3 separate regions of the Mus musculus genome follow, and regions 2 and 3 are each linked to region 1. The links are chromatin contacts, called in public HiChIP or PLAC-seq maps. All regions are on one chromosome and are shown on one strand. Each heading gives the region's core, a stretch centred on a gene start, on an enhancer-like site or on the middle of the called end of the contact. The rest is flanking DNA. Distances are from core to core; before and after follow the strand shown.

The links. HiChIP or PLAC-seq counts read pairs in DNA pulled down with a chosen protein or histone mark.
Region 2: a contact with region 1 is called in an H3K4me3 HiChIP or PLAC-seq map of forebrain, with 2.6 times the contacts expected there. The contact joins the enhancer-like site here to the promoter of 5730409E04Rik in region 1. A contact is called at or near these places in 5 of 39 promoter capture datasets (embryonic stem cells, hippocampal neurons, liver and 1 more), 1 of 484 Hi-C or Micro-C datasets (bone marrow-derived macrophages), 7 of 115 datasets of contacts at active chromatin or transcription factors (bone marrow-derived macrophages, embryonic basal ganglia, embryonic forebrain and 3 more) and 4 of 9 other capture datasets (adipose tissue, embryonic stem cells, liver and 1 more).
Region 3: a contact with region 1 is called in an H3K4me3 HiChIP or PLAC-seq map of embryonic forebrain, with 4 times the contacts expected there. The contact joins the enhancer-like site here to the promoter of 5730409E04Rik in region 1. A contact is called at or near these places in 6 of 39 promoter capture datasets (embryonic stem cells, hippocampal neurons, liver and 2 more), 1 of 484 Hi-C or Micro-C datasets (bone marrow-derived macrophages), 7 of 115 datasets of contacts at active chromatin or transcription factors (bone marrow-derived macrophages, embryonic basal ganglia, embryonic forebrain and 3 more) and 3 of 9 other capture datasets (adipose tissue, liver and pancreatic islet).

Annotation. Positions count from the first base shown.
Region 1 is chr4:126,607,462-126,611,954 of GRCm38.p6, reverse strand. It overlaps 5730409E04Rik (RIKEN cDNA 5730409E04Rik gene), which reads right to left and starts at 2,101. Exons shown (of 2, transcript NM_001145950.1): 1 at 1,943-2,101; 2 at 1-279. The coding sequence starts at 274.
Region 2 is chr4:126,801,868-126,806,360 of GRCm38.p6, reverse strand. The region is part of intron 3 of AU040320 (expressed sequence AU040320); the gene reads right to left. Among named protein-coding and RNA genes, the nearest start is that of Gm24161, 14 kb to the left of the region's middle. Within about 2 kb of position 2,635, at least 71 of the 459 cell types and tissues checked have an H3K27ac peak or open chromatin away from gene starts, as enhancers often do. A contact at or near this core is called in forebrain, where this site is marked.
Region 3 is chr4:126,777,229-126,781,721 of GRCm38.p6, reverse strand. The region is part of intron 2 of AU040320 (expressed sequence AU040320); the gene reads right to left. Among named protein-coding and RNA genes, the nearest start is that of AU040320, 26 kb to the right of the region's middle. Within about 2 kb of position 2,446, at least 49 of the 459 cell types and tissues checked have an H3K27ac peak or open chromatin away from gene starts, as enhancers often do. A contact at or near this core is called in embryonic forebrain and forebrain, where this site is marked.

The sequences.
Region 1 (4,493 bases), core at 852-3,351:
GGATCTCCGCACCCTCCGGGGGACTGCGGACTCCGGCCTCAGGGAGCCTGGTGGCTTGGAAGACCTGGTTATCAGAGGGTGACTCAGAGGAGCTCCTTATCAGAATAGGATCCACTTTGCCTGGCACACCATGCCAGTTCTTATTGGCATCCTTAGCACTCTCCACAAAGTTGGAGTTATTGTCTGGTTGGAGGTCTGGTTGGCATACTCCAGGAGGCAGGCTCCCTGGGTACTGGGCCCCCTCTGCTAGTCCTGGCTGGATGGCAGCGAACATCTGGACTGGGAAGGAGAAGGAGAATGAGACAGAGCAGGACAGGATAGAATGGCAACCTAGAGCCCAAGAACCTTGCAATGGTGTCCCTCCCTTCTCTCTGATTATTTGGTCTGTCTCCCTCCCAGGGTTTTCCCTCTAAGGCTCACCATCTCTTCACTCTACAAACTTCTCCCAAGGTCACTTCATCCTGTTATAGCTTCAAGAACCATCCTGTGTAGGTGACTCTCAGATCTGTGTCCAGCCCAGATTCAACCCCTACTCAACCCTATGACCTACCACCAGTTCTTCAGATCTACACATCCTGACAGCTCTCCTTCCAGGGTCCTTGGGCAGGACAGCTCTGCCATCTGAAGACAAGTCTATCTAGCCATGCCTAGGAGCACCCTGGATTACTGACCCTCCTCCCATGCCCACCTCACTGTCCACATTTTGACAAACTCTCCTTTGGCCCTGGTCATTTTGACCTGGGTGATTGCCACAGCCTTTCCACTGACCCTCGTTCAATTAAAAATATAAATTTAGGAGCTGGAGATATGGCTCAGCAGTTAAGAGCACTGGTTGCTCTTCCAGAGGACCCATGTTCCCAAGTCAGATGGTTTACAACTGTAGGCATCGCTGGCTTCACACCAGCCCCCACCCCCCAGCCTCTCTGTTCACCCACATGCATGCATGCATACATACACATGCACACACACAGATATGCTAATATTTTTTTTTAAAAAAGATGTCCTGTTAAATAACAAATAATACTTGTAAAAGGAACATATGTCTACATCTATACAGATGTATAGATATAGACAGGTATATTTCATAAGTCCACAGAAAACCACAAACATTTCCATGATGTCTCATAACAGTAGCAAAATTACAGTTATGAAATAGGAACAAAAGCTAAGTGGTGGCGGCGCACGCCTTTAATCTCAGCGCTTGGGAGGCAGAGGCAGGCGGATCTCATGAGATTGAGACCACCCTGGTCTACAGAGCGAGTTCCAGGATAGCAAGAGCTACACAGAGAAACCCTGTCTGGAAAACTCAGAAATCCACCTGCTTCTGCCTTCCGAGTGCTGGGATCAAAGGCGTGCGCCACCATGCCCGGCTACTGACCACATTTGTATGACTTGAAGAACTGAGGCCTCGTGAGTGAGACATACTATTAAGTCAATCAAGCAGCTACTAAGAAGGTTCCCCTATAGGGTGGCAGCGACCCTCCCCACACCCAGCAATGGGCAGAAGTCATGAAGAGAGACTGAGGTTGGGACAGATGTTTCACTCCTTTGGCTTGTGAGAAAAGGCCTGAAGACACCACCACCACCACCACCACCACCACCACCACCACCACCACCACCACCACCACCACCACCCCACCCCTCCAACTCTCTTTCCCTCTCCCTCTCTTAAAATTTGTCCTAAATCTGGCCACAAAGGAAGCTGGGGTGGGGCGGGGCTAAGGATCCAGGTTCAAAAAGTCAGTGAAATGAGTGCAGACATCCTAAGATCAGGATTTTCCCAAGTTAACCCACAGTATGGGGGCATGGGAGCGGCTGTAGCACGGGGATTGGCGGACTTGGCAGTGGTCCGAGCTCTGCGACCCTAATCTCTGCAGAGGCAGCTCCCTAACCCGCTTTCCGGCGGCTGGGCCCCAAGCCCTCCATCAGGGCCCGGACTCACGGCCTAGAGGCGCCCGCTCCTGCGGGGCTTGCTACGGTCCCTCGGGTCCTGCTCGCTGCAGGGTGGGGGATTCCTGGACCTGCGCGTGCACGCGTGGTGACGCGGCTGCTTGGTCCAGGCACAGCGGCCCTAGCCCCAGCCCGGGCTGCGGAGTCCAGCAGCGTCTGCGCGGCTGGGCGGAGCGGTCTGACCCACGTGGGCCGGTTCGGTTCTCCGCGCAGGAACTGCCTCCTCCCGCAGCTTGACCCGAGAGCCTTGTAGGTCCGGTGTCATCTCCTAACCACCCTGGCGAGGCGCCACGGATCCATTGGTTCTCCTTGCTGCAGACATGGCGACGAAATGCCTCCTTCCTGGGTTTCCCAGGGGCTCGGCAATTGGCGAGGCCGTGGTGCGGGTCTGGACCCGCTGTGGTCCTTTCTGTGCTCCAGCTCGGCACCTTTTCTGCCGAGAATTTTCAGTTCATCCCCACTTACTCTATTTTAGGATCTTTGAGCACCTTTCTGGCTTCTAGATCTGTTTTTTACTTATTATTTATTTATTATATGTAAGTACACTGTAGCTGTCTTCAGACACTCCAGAAGAGGACATCAGATCTCATTACGGGTGGTTGTGAGCCACCATGTGGTTGCTGGGATTTGAACTTTGGACCTTCGGAAGAGCAGTCGGGTGCTCTTACCCACTGAGCCATCTCACCAGCCCCTAGATCTGTTTTTTAAAAAGACCCCTTCACTGTACTGTACCTATTTGATTAAATGCTATGAGGATTTTATTGTTTGTTGTTTTGAAACAGAGACTCATTATGTAGCCCTGGCTACCCTGGAAAGCACTATGTAGACCAGGCTGGTTTCCAGTTGCACAGGGAGATCTGCCTGCTTCTGCCTCCCAAGTGCTGGGATTAAAGGCATGTCCCATCACCACCAGCCAGCTTTCTTTAAGATTTTATTTTTTATTTATGTATATGTGTTTCTCCCTCTCCTCCCCCCCCCCCATTTCTCTCTCTGTGTATATAACTAAGAAGGAGCCCCATTCCAGGTAAGTCACAGTTCAAACTATGGCTGCAGCAATCATATTTCCTGTCAAGTGGAAGAAGCCAAGTCTATGTACTAGGAGAAAAAATGATACTGACACACAGGAGCTCAAAGACAAATGGCTGACTAACATCCCAGCTTCTGCTTCCTGGGTTTCTAGTTTTGATGCCTTCCCATGAAGTTCATATCTTGCCATACCCAACCTGAGTGGAATTTATCTCACTGATAATCAAAAGATTCTTGAATTAATACACTAACACAATGAGGTACCCCTGGATTCTGATCATTCACTGCTACTGTGTAGCTGTTTGCTGTAAACTGAAGAGGGGGGCAGACGTGAGATTCGGAAGATTCTAGAAGGCCCTCTTCAAGGTAGTGGGTGATGTAAGGGGTTGCTGGGACAACAGAGACTCTTCAGTGACACTGCCTGCTAGTTGTGTTGGGAGCTCCAGGGATGCAGATTTTCTGAGTGGCCACCCAGCTGGACTCAGGTGCCTTTGACCTAGCTGCCGTTGAGCTAGCGATGGCACTGTGAGTGAGCCCCAACCCTTAAGCAACCCCGGTCAACTCATTGGTTCACCAAGCTAGACTTTGATGGGACTGCTCCCTGAGTCTAGCATCACTGACCTCTCTAGTGGGAGTGGTATCTGTTCATGTCAACCCAGAAGGGGACTTGCCTAACCCTCGGTAGGCACTAGCAGTTCATTTGCCCTTGATAGTCTCCATCAAGACGATAGGTCCTGTAGATCCTGATAGATCCGCCATCATGTAGAAGTTGAAAGGGTCTGAAACATAAAGAAACCATCTCTGTGTTCCTGGCTAGAAACATTCTCCCCTAGACACCCAAACTTCCTGACGCAGCAGAACCTAGGATCTCAGAAACAAGAAGCAAATGCGCAAAGTCTTCAACTGCATACGGTACTGAACCCTTCCACTACATACATACATGCATGCATACATACATGCATACATACACATATGTATTTACTGAACCCTTCCACTACATACATACATGCATACATACATACATGCATACATACTCATATGTATTTACTGAACCCTTCTACTACATACATACATGCATACATACACATATGTATTTACTGAACCCTTCCACTACATACATACATGCATACATACATACATGCATACATACTCATATGTATTTACTGAACCCTTCTACTACATACATACATGCATACATACACATATGTATTTACTGAACCCTTCCACTACATACATACATACATGCATACATACACATATGTATTTACTGAACCCTTCCACTACATACATACATGCATACATACACATATGTATTTTCTGAACCCTTCCACTACATACATACATGCATACATACACATATGTATTTTCTGAACCCTTCCACTACATACATACATATATGTATTTTGATTTGGTTTGGTTTTGTTGGGGGGGGGTGCTTCTTTTTTTGAGACCGAGTCTCACTGTTCAACATGGTAAACAGATTTATAGATCCAGGCCAGAGAGCCTTGCTGTTCTGC
Region 2 (4,493 bases), core at 1,386-3,885, 190 kb before region 1:
GGGAGGCAGAGAAAGGAGACTCCAAGGTCATCCCTGCTACAGAACAAACTTGAGGCATGAGACTGTTTTTTTAATATGAAAGTTCTCTGCTGCATGTACATCTGATGCCTCACCAGATGAGGGCATCGGACCCTGTTACAGATGGCTGTGAGCCACCATGTAATTGCTGGGATTTGAACTCAGGACCTCTGGAAGAGCATTCTTTTTCCTTCTGGTGGCTTTCCTTACTCCTGATTACATCACAGAGGAATCCCTGCTGCCCTTGATCTTCTCTGTCCTCTCTGGCATAGTCACTGTTCAGGCTCTCCGTCCCTTAGATAGGCTTGGTGAGACGCTGGTGACAGAACTCAGTTTCTCGAGTGCCTGCCTAGCAGGAGGCCCTGGGTAATCCCAGCACCACATAAACGGCTGCAGGGATGCATGCCTGTGATCTCAGAACCATAAAATAGATGCAAGAGCACTACAAATTCAAGGTCATCCTCAGCTACATTAGTCAAGGCCAGCATGGAACATGATTTAAGAAAGAAAACAAGAAAAGCAGGAAGGGAAGACAGAGGGGAGAGGAAAGAAGGAAACAGTGGGGTTAGATGTATCAGGAAGCCAGGAGGGACAGCAAGAACGAAGTATATTTGGGCATGCCTCTCTGCCCAGTCCTCAGGTGGAGGCAGAGGCAGGTGGGTTGTGGTGAGTTTACATAGCAAGCTCCAGGGAAGACTTGGAGCTAGGAGCTACTAAGCTTGAAGGATGGCTAATACTGAGAAGGAAAGATACAGGCATGGCAATGTTACGGGGCAAGGTGGCTTCTACCTATAATACCAACACTTGGAAGGCAGAGGCAAGAGGGCGAATGTAAATCCAAGCCAGCCTAGCTCGGAGTGAATTCCAGGGCAGGGTTACACAGGCAGACGCTATGCAGAGAGAATGAGTTAGTACAACACAAACAGTATCCTATCATTATGCTTCAGGAATCACCGCACAAGATTAGCTTCCCAGAAGTAGAAAACTGGAAGCTTTTTAAAGTTAGAATTTTAGTTTTAAAAAGAAACAGCTTATCATTTATTTGTGTCCTTATTTATAAGGAAATGAGAGAAGGAAACTTGAAACAAAGTATTTTACTTCAAAAAACTATGAAACAATACTGAAATTGGGGCAGGGTGGCGGAAGTTATTTTAGAAGGACCCCAATCTGAACAAAGTTCATTCAGAAACTCTAGGGAATGGATGCTGTGCACACTCCCAACTGTATGGATGCTGTGCACTCCCAACTGTATGGATGCTGTGCACTCCCAACTGTATGGATGCTGTGCACTCCCAACTGTATGGATGCTGTGTACTCCCAACTGTATGGATGCTGTGCACTCCCAACTGTATGGATGCTGTGCACACCCAACTGTATGGATGCTGTGCACACTCCCAACTGTATGGATTCTGTGCACACCCAACTGTATGGATGCTGTGCACACTCCCAACTGTATGGATGCTGTGCACACCCAACTGTATGGATGCTGTGCACACCCAACTGTATGGATGCTGTGCACACTCCCAACTGTATGGATTCTGTGCACACCCAACTGTATGGATGCTGTGCACACCCAACTGTATGGATGCTGTGCACTCCCAACTGTATGGATGCTGTGCACTCCCAACTGTATGGATGCTGTGCACACCCAACTGTATAGGTGCTGTGCACTCCCAACTGTATGGATGCTGTGCACTCCCAACTGTATACTGAAATTCTAACCCTCCAGGATGGTACTGAGGACATGAGGCCGTTGGGGGTGAGGGCTACCCCTCTAAAACAGGCTGGCGGAGTCTGTTTATCTTTCCCACCATGTGAGGGGAGCAGGTGCAGCTCCTCCCTGCATCTCTGCAGAAGCCTTCGTCTTGAACTTCCCCACCTCTGCAACTGTGAGGAGGAGGATTCTGTTGTTCCTACGTCTCCTTGCTCATGGTGTATTGTTATGGCAGTCCAAACGAACCAAGACAAAGAGGCTACCACGGTCTCACTGGCTGCATACGGTAAAGCAGACTATTAAAGATGTACTTACGACAATACATGGGCAACTGGGCAGTTGTGAGATAAAGGGAAATGGAAGGTGTTATAGCTCAGAAATTAAGGCTTTGAGAAAGGAAGCTGGGCTTCAGGGACTTCTGTCATGCCACAAAACAAGAGAACAGGCTGCCCAATTTTTCTCATGATGTAATAAGCCATTTGTGTAAGATTACAATGGAGACAGGAGATGCTTAGTGGTATATATGCTAAGTACAAGGAGAGTCAAAGTCAGAAGGAGCGAGAGACCCACACAAACTATCCAAGGCAGATGCCTGGAAGCAGACCTAGGGCTATAAAAGAAAAAAAATGGCAAAGACTGTTAGCTTGTCTGTTAGGTAACTAAGAATTAGAATTTGAAAAAAAAGCTAGGCCCCAAGGGATTCCAAATTTGTCAGAGTAATAACCAGAAGAACAAATGAACTCTTGGCAATAGTTTCACATGCCGGAAGGGTTTAGAGGAAATTTAAAAATACAAACCAAAAGCAAGCAGGCAGAGAAGCCTGGTGAGCTGGGGCGGGGCATGGCTAACAACAAAGAACACCTCAATTGCTGGAGCTGAGCGCGTCCTTGGCTGTTATGTAAGCTCCTCCCCGCTGCCCACACCCCATGCCTTATCTTCTGATAAGAGGTGAGCTCAGGCTCTACAGAGTCAGCACAGGAGTTCTCGGGAAAGCAAGCTGCAGTCAGCTGTGCAGAGGAAAGGCGGTGGAAGCTGCGGTCAGTGGCTGGAATGGGGATGCTCCTGGTGGAGACAGCACCTGAGCCACTGTCATCCATGTGGGCCTTCCTTCCTGGCCTCCTGCACAAAGCAGACTGGCAGCAGCTCATTGCCTGGGGCTAAACCACATGCCCAGTGCCTGTTCCAGGACCCAATTAACCAGCCTCCTTGTCCCTTCAGCAGCAATTCAAAGGCTCTTGACACAAAAAGTACAGTGCTCAAGCCAAACAAGACTAACTTTTCCCTCTTTTAAGTAGTGGGAAGGGAATAAAGACACTCCCCACTTCAAATGCAAACTGCTCTGGGGATCATGATCTGTGTATCCAAAAGAAAGAACAATTCACTGTGACAAGACAGGGACTGTACAGTGCTGCAGACATTTCAGGAAAGAGCAGAGTAATGCAGGCTACAGCTCTGCCCAACTTCGGATGCAGAGTTACTTGGCCTACCCGAGAAAACAGAATAAACGAGAAACAGTGGCGCTGGCCAGTCCTCACTGACGAGGATGAGAACTACTTAGTGCAGATATAGTCTTCTACCTTTCCCTGTTGATTACACAGGAGTTTGAACTCTGAAATTGTCTCCTCAAAGAAACGCCTGCTGGTTAAATACTTGAAATGCACAACTTACCAACTCGCAGAGCTTCCCATGGCCTGAGGGGTGAGCATTAAGCCCCTAAGAACAGCGTGGAGGGAGGGTCTAACAGCTTCATGGCTGGGAAGACTGCTTGCAGTACCTGCAGCAAAGCCCTATTCCTACTCCCAAGTTCATGTGCAGCAGTCCTCCTCCAGAGCTCTGGAATCCTGTGCAGTACCAGCAAACTGTGTGCCTCTGCCACAGGTAAACAAGGAGAAGAAGCCTCCAGCTGACACATTCCTGTAAGCACACGTCCCCACCAACGTGCTGGACTCATTTCCATCCTATCCCGGTGCACTCAGCACTCCTCCTCTCTACAATGGCTGGCTCTCAAACTCCCTTCTCATCCCAAGTCCCACCTAAGGAGTAAGAGGGTTTCAAGAAGAGACTACAGATGGAATACACACTGGTCCTAGACTAGCTGGGTGTCTAGTCTTCCCCCTTTGTTTCTTCTCTAACAGGGATACTGGCAGTACTGTATAGACTTGTTCAGTTACCCTTGGCTGTTGCTGTTGACGCCACCATGTTAAAGACCATTTCGGCTCCCACAAGGACAACTCACTAACAGTCCTTCACGGCTTCCTGAGCTCTTTCACCTCCTCGTCACCAATAAACCCCTCCACTCTACTTCAGCCATGTCTTCCACAGCCATTCTTCCGACACTGTTACTCTCAGAACTACAACCTCACAACCTAAATTCAAGCATCCTACTTTCTGCATATGGCCTCCTGCCCTTCCCATCGTCACCCTGTTCCCTCGATATCTGTGTCGATCACAGCAATCTCTAAACGACAAGTCTCTCCATTTAACTGTCAGCCCCTCCTGTCTTTGCTTCCCTTCAAATCTTCTGTAGTCTGTCATACACTCTCTTGAAAACTTTAATTTCCATGCCCCAATTTCCTTCTGCACAAACCACCTAGCAAATTTCCTAACTTGGATGAGTCAAGCCACCAGGCTTTTCCTGGCAGGGTTGCTGGGGGCTACAGAGAAGACTCGCGTAACTGGAGAGATGCGCACACTGTTGTATGTTCACAGTCTCCGGCCTCAAGGCTACCTAAAAGGATTCCTATTTCCTTACCTAGTTTGC
Region 3 (4,493 bases), core at 1,197-3,696, 170 kb before region 1:
TCATTATGACAAACTCTCCAGGACACAGCTGTCCAACTCATATGTCTCTGCTGTTATTTACATTAACGTTTGCTGATCTGTAAAGATGAAAAAAACTTTTCAGAGTTAGAGAGATGGCTCAAGGGTTAAGAGCACTGGCTGTTCTTCCAGAGGACTGGGGTTCAATTCCCACTGGAATTGTAAGGCCTACATTTCTGCCCTGGATGGTCTCTGTCCACCTCATGCAGCCTTCCTCTGTAAGTGCTAGGCCTGAACCTTGTAGCTTTGGGTTTACGGGCTCAGTAAGATGCTTGACACTCTGTAAACATCCGTAGATTTCCCTTAGTTTTTAAGTTCATTCAATGGTTAAATAAATCACTTGCGTTTTAGTCATTGGAGTGAGATTCCCATGCCGAGAAGTCTCCTTGGAAATCAGTTAAGTTAGGTATGGTAAGGCTGCCTGCCATCTCAGCCCTCATGAGACTGACACTCAGGAGGACCAAGGCTAGACCCGACCTCACACGGAAGAGGAGGAGGGAGGGGAACTGAGGAATGCACTCACGCAGAAGCATGATGAGTGTGCAGAGCGAACCTGAAGAAAATGCTCAGTGGCCAAAGGGACCACTGAGTATTGAGCCAGCTAGGAAATAGGCTTTCCTGTCAAGACCCTAAGCTGGAAAGTTCTTTCAAAGCACAATGCAATCTTTATGAAAGGACCAACCAAGTCTCAGATCCTAGAGCTGCCTATTTCAGACCACTCCATTTCACTTCAAGATGAGAGAGGTTTTCACCATGGAAACTTCTGAACAAAGTCCACAGTGGAGAGCAGCTTCTTAGTCTATCCAGGCAGAGAGAGCACACAGACACACACACAGACACAGACACAGACACACACACACACACACACACACACACACACACACACACCCGCCCATTGCTGCAAATACCTGCTCCACTCCCCTGCCCTTGGCTGAAAAAGACACATTTTAAACATCTCAAAGCTCTGGCCACCTATGAGAAAACATGGAAAGCATTCTATCTGGGTTTTAATTCTGAGGCCTCCAGCTCCTGCCTGCTCCTTACTAATAAATGAAAAGTTTGCATTAATTGGATATAGTTGTCATGACGTTTCAAAGGCCCATCTGTCAAGGTTTAGCCCAGAGGCATTTTTCACAACCAAGTGTTAATCAAATCACTGGTATGGCTGAAAATAGCTCTCTTACCATAAAGTCACCTGCTCAGAAACAATCCAGTCATTAAGGCCTTTATAATATTTCAAGGCAGATTGAAGGCAAATGATTAAAACGTGTACTTTAAAAAAAAAGAAAAACAACCAACAACCCTGTAACTAGGGGGGTTACGTTGCTGCATGTGATGTACTCAGAATCCTGATTTGCTTTTTCTCCCACCACCTTATGACTAAAAGACTCTAGAGAATGCTGTCAGCAAGGAGAGCACGCCTCCAAACCTCAGCGTGAGAGGAGCCCACACCTCTCCATGGAAGGCTGTCTTTGTATTGCAAAAGCACAGGTATCAAATGATAACAGATAAGCTTTGATTTGTATATAAAAGTGTGGGCTCTGGGAAGGAAAGAAAATGTAAAAAATAAAAAGTACCTAGCTCTGAAGCCAGGAGCTAGCAGTCCCTGCGCGGCGCGGCCCCCTCGTCCCTGTTATTGTTAGGAAGCTGCAGTTGATTGCCGTCTCTGACTGCAGTTATTATGAGCTGATAAATTATTTGCATTCAACTACAATCACACCAACCTCCTTCTGAAACCCACACAAAGAACCTTGAATCAGAGCCCTGTTTTGTTTTGGAGAAGGCTTTTCCCCCCACCCCTGGTTTGTTTTCTTGTTTCTAAAGAAAAGGTCATTTAGAAAGCTACAGCAAAGTCGTACAGATTAAATAAATTAGCAATGAGCATGAAAGGAAACAAAGAAAAATACAGCTAGCTGTAAAACGTTATTTCAGCAGATATGGCAAATAGAGGAAAAGTTTGTCACTTTATCCATTGAAAGCCTCCCTTCTGTAGCATTATGTAAGTGTCATAAAAAAATAATTAAAAAAAAAAAAAACATCTGCAGCAGGCTGAACTGGGACATATGAGGACTCGACACAACTGAGCTTCCAAAACTTAAATATCTCAAAGCACTTTTTTGCTTATAGCAAATAAAACGGAGGGCTGCAGATGCTTCCTCATCTGTGTGTAAATGAAAGCGGAGCCGTGTGAGTAGTTAGTATTCTTAGAACTGCTGAGAGCCAGTTTATTTAAATTAAATCAAAGCCAATCTGTATCTGTACAAAAATAATGTTCTCAGGGCTCTGACTCTCTAGACGCTACAGAGCTGCAGTATTCTCCCTCCATAGCTTCCTCTGACATAAAGAAGTGAAAATCTGAGCCGGGCAGACTGAAACCACTTCAGAGGAATCCAGGAGAGGGGGGTTCAAAGGAATCAAAATAGCCCGAGTCTCACCAGCCGCCTGCGATGGAGAGGGCTGGGCTCCTCTCTGCCCTATTCTTTGTGCTCCCATGGCACATCTTAGACTGTGTCATGTGTCCATCCTTTCTCCCTCTTCCCTGCTCCATACTGTGAACTCTAATGGTAGGAACTAGGTTGATTTTAGCCTGGTATAGTATCTATTGACCTGAAAAGTATTTACAGTATGTAATAACGCCTAGCTATTGGTTGTCACTATCTGGATGGCATATCTTAAAGAAGGCTGGAAGGGTAGCTCACTTGGTAAGATGCCTACTGCACAAGCCTGAAGACCTGAGTTCAGAGCCCCATGAGAAAAGCCAGGGGCAGTAGCTGGGCCTGGAACCCCAGGTCTGAAGGGGGGGCTGGTAGAGAGTCATGAGCATCCCTGAAGCTCTCTGGCCAGCCCGCCTGGTCTAACTAACTCATGTTCTGGTTTAGTGAAAGTTTCATTCTCACAAAACATAGGTAAGGCCAGGCGTGGTCGCACTCAGGAGGCAGAGGGAGCAGATCTCTGTGAGTTTGTACTCCTGGTCCACATAGTGATTTCCAGGCTATATAGTGATGACCTTATCTAAAAATGTATAAATAAATATGTAGAGAGGGTTAAAAAGACACTCAGCATCAACTTCTGGCCTTTACCTGCATAAGCACACATGCATATATACCCATGTGCACATATATACACATCCCACACAAAAAATAAAATTAAAAACAATAAATATGGGCTGGCGAGATGGCTCAGCGGGTAGGAGCACTGACTGCTCTTCCAAAGGTCCTGAGTTCAATTCCCAGCAACCACATAGTGGCTCACAACCACCCGTATTGAGATCTGACGCCCTCTTCTGGTGTGTCTGAAGACAGTAATAGTATACTTATTTATAATAAACAAACCTTAAAACAAAACAATAAATATCTTAGGGAACTTATTAAAAATGCAGCTGGTAGGGACACAGGACTGTATTTCTGTAATAGAGTACTTGCCTAATATGCTAAAGACTGTGAATTCAATTCCCAGTACTTGAAAAAATTAGCATAATTGAAGCCTCCAACTATGACAAACACCCCTAAAGCGCCAAGGGTTACTAATACTAGAAAAGTGCAGCGCTATGGCGTGCAGACATTTTTGTCCTCTTACCCAGTACAGACATGCAGCTTCAACTGGCTTTACTTTCATGACATATATTTTGATACATTGTTCTTTACCCTATACTTTCACATTTTCACATTTCATAATTTATGCAGTCTACTGACAAATTTAAAATCTGGATGAGTTGGTCAAGGCTCCTGACCACTAATTACCTATTCTGGACTCTCTCCAAACACAAAGAGATTGCTGTCTCTATGAAATGACATTGTTTCTGGGTTTAGTCAAAAGAAAGTAATTCCAAGATTGATTCTAGGCAGGGCATCAAAACATGTCATGTGTGTCTGTCTCTGACACATGACAACCTCTAGGAGCCTGCGGAATACAGGGGCTTCCACCCTCTACCGTTTCTTCCCCACTGATGGAGGCAGCCATGCTGCAAGTACTTCCCACAGAAGTACGGAAGGGTGGAGGCAAAACAGCTCAATCAAAGCAGCTCGGGAAGGGAAAGGAATGGAGAGAACACTTGTCAGAGAAAAGCTCTAGGCACAGACAAGAAAAGTTTTGCTTCTGTCTTGTCCATCCTGGGTAGATAATCCTGTTCTAGGTCTGCCTTCCTGAGCCGAGAGGCTGAGCTTCCACCCTTTAACCTTCACAGAAGGAACAGCAGTAAAATCCACCATGTTATTTGGAAAGCACCTTGTGAGAAATGTCAGTGTGCAGCTTCTGAGCGCACCCTGGGGAGCGAGCACTGCAGAGGGCAACTCTGAAAGCCAAGCAGTCAGGAGCTGGTAGAGGGGAGCACACAGGGAGAGGCAAGCTGGGCTGCTGTAGTGCAGACTCGGAGTTGCAAGTTACAGACCAGATGCCGAAGACTGACCCTACAGGATACAAATTACTTGATTTTATGAAATGGAATATGGCTCTTGAGTGCCTATGTACAAGGCAGC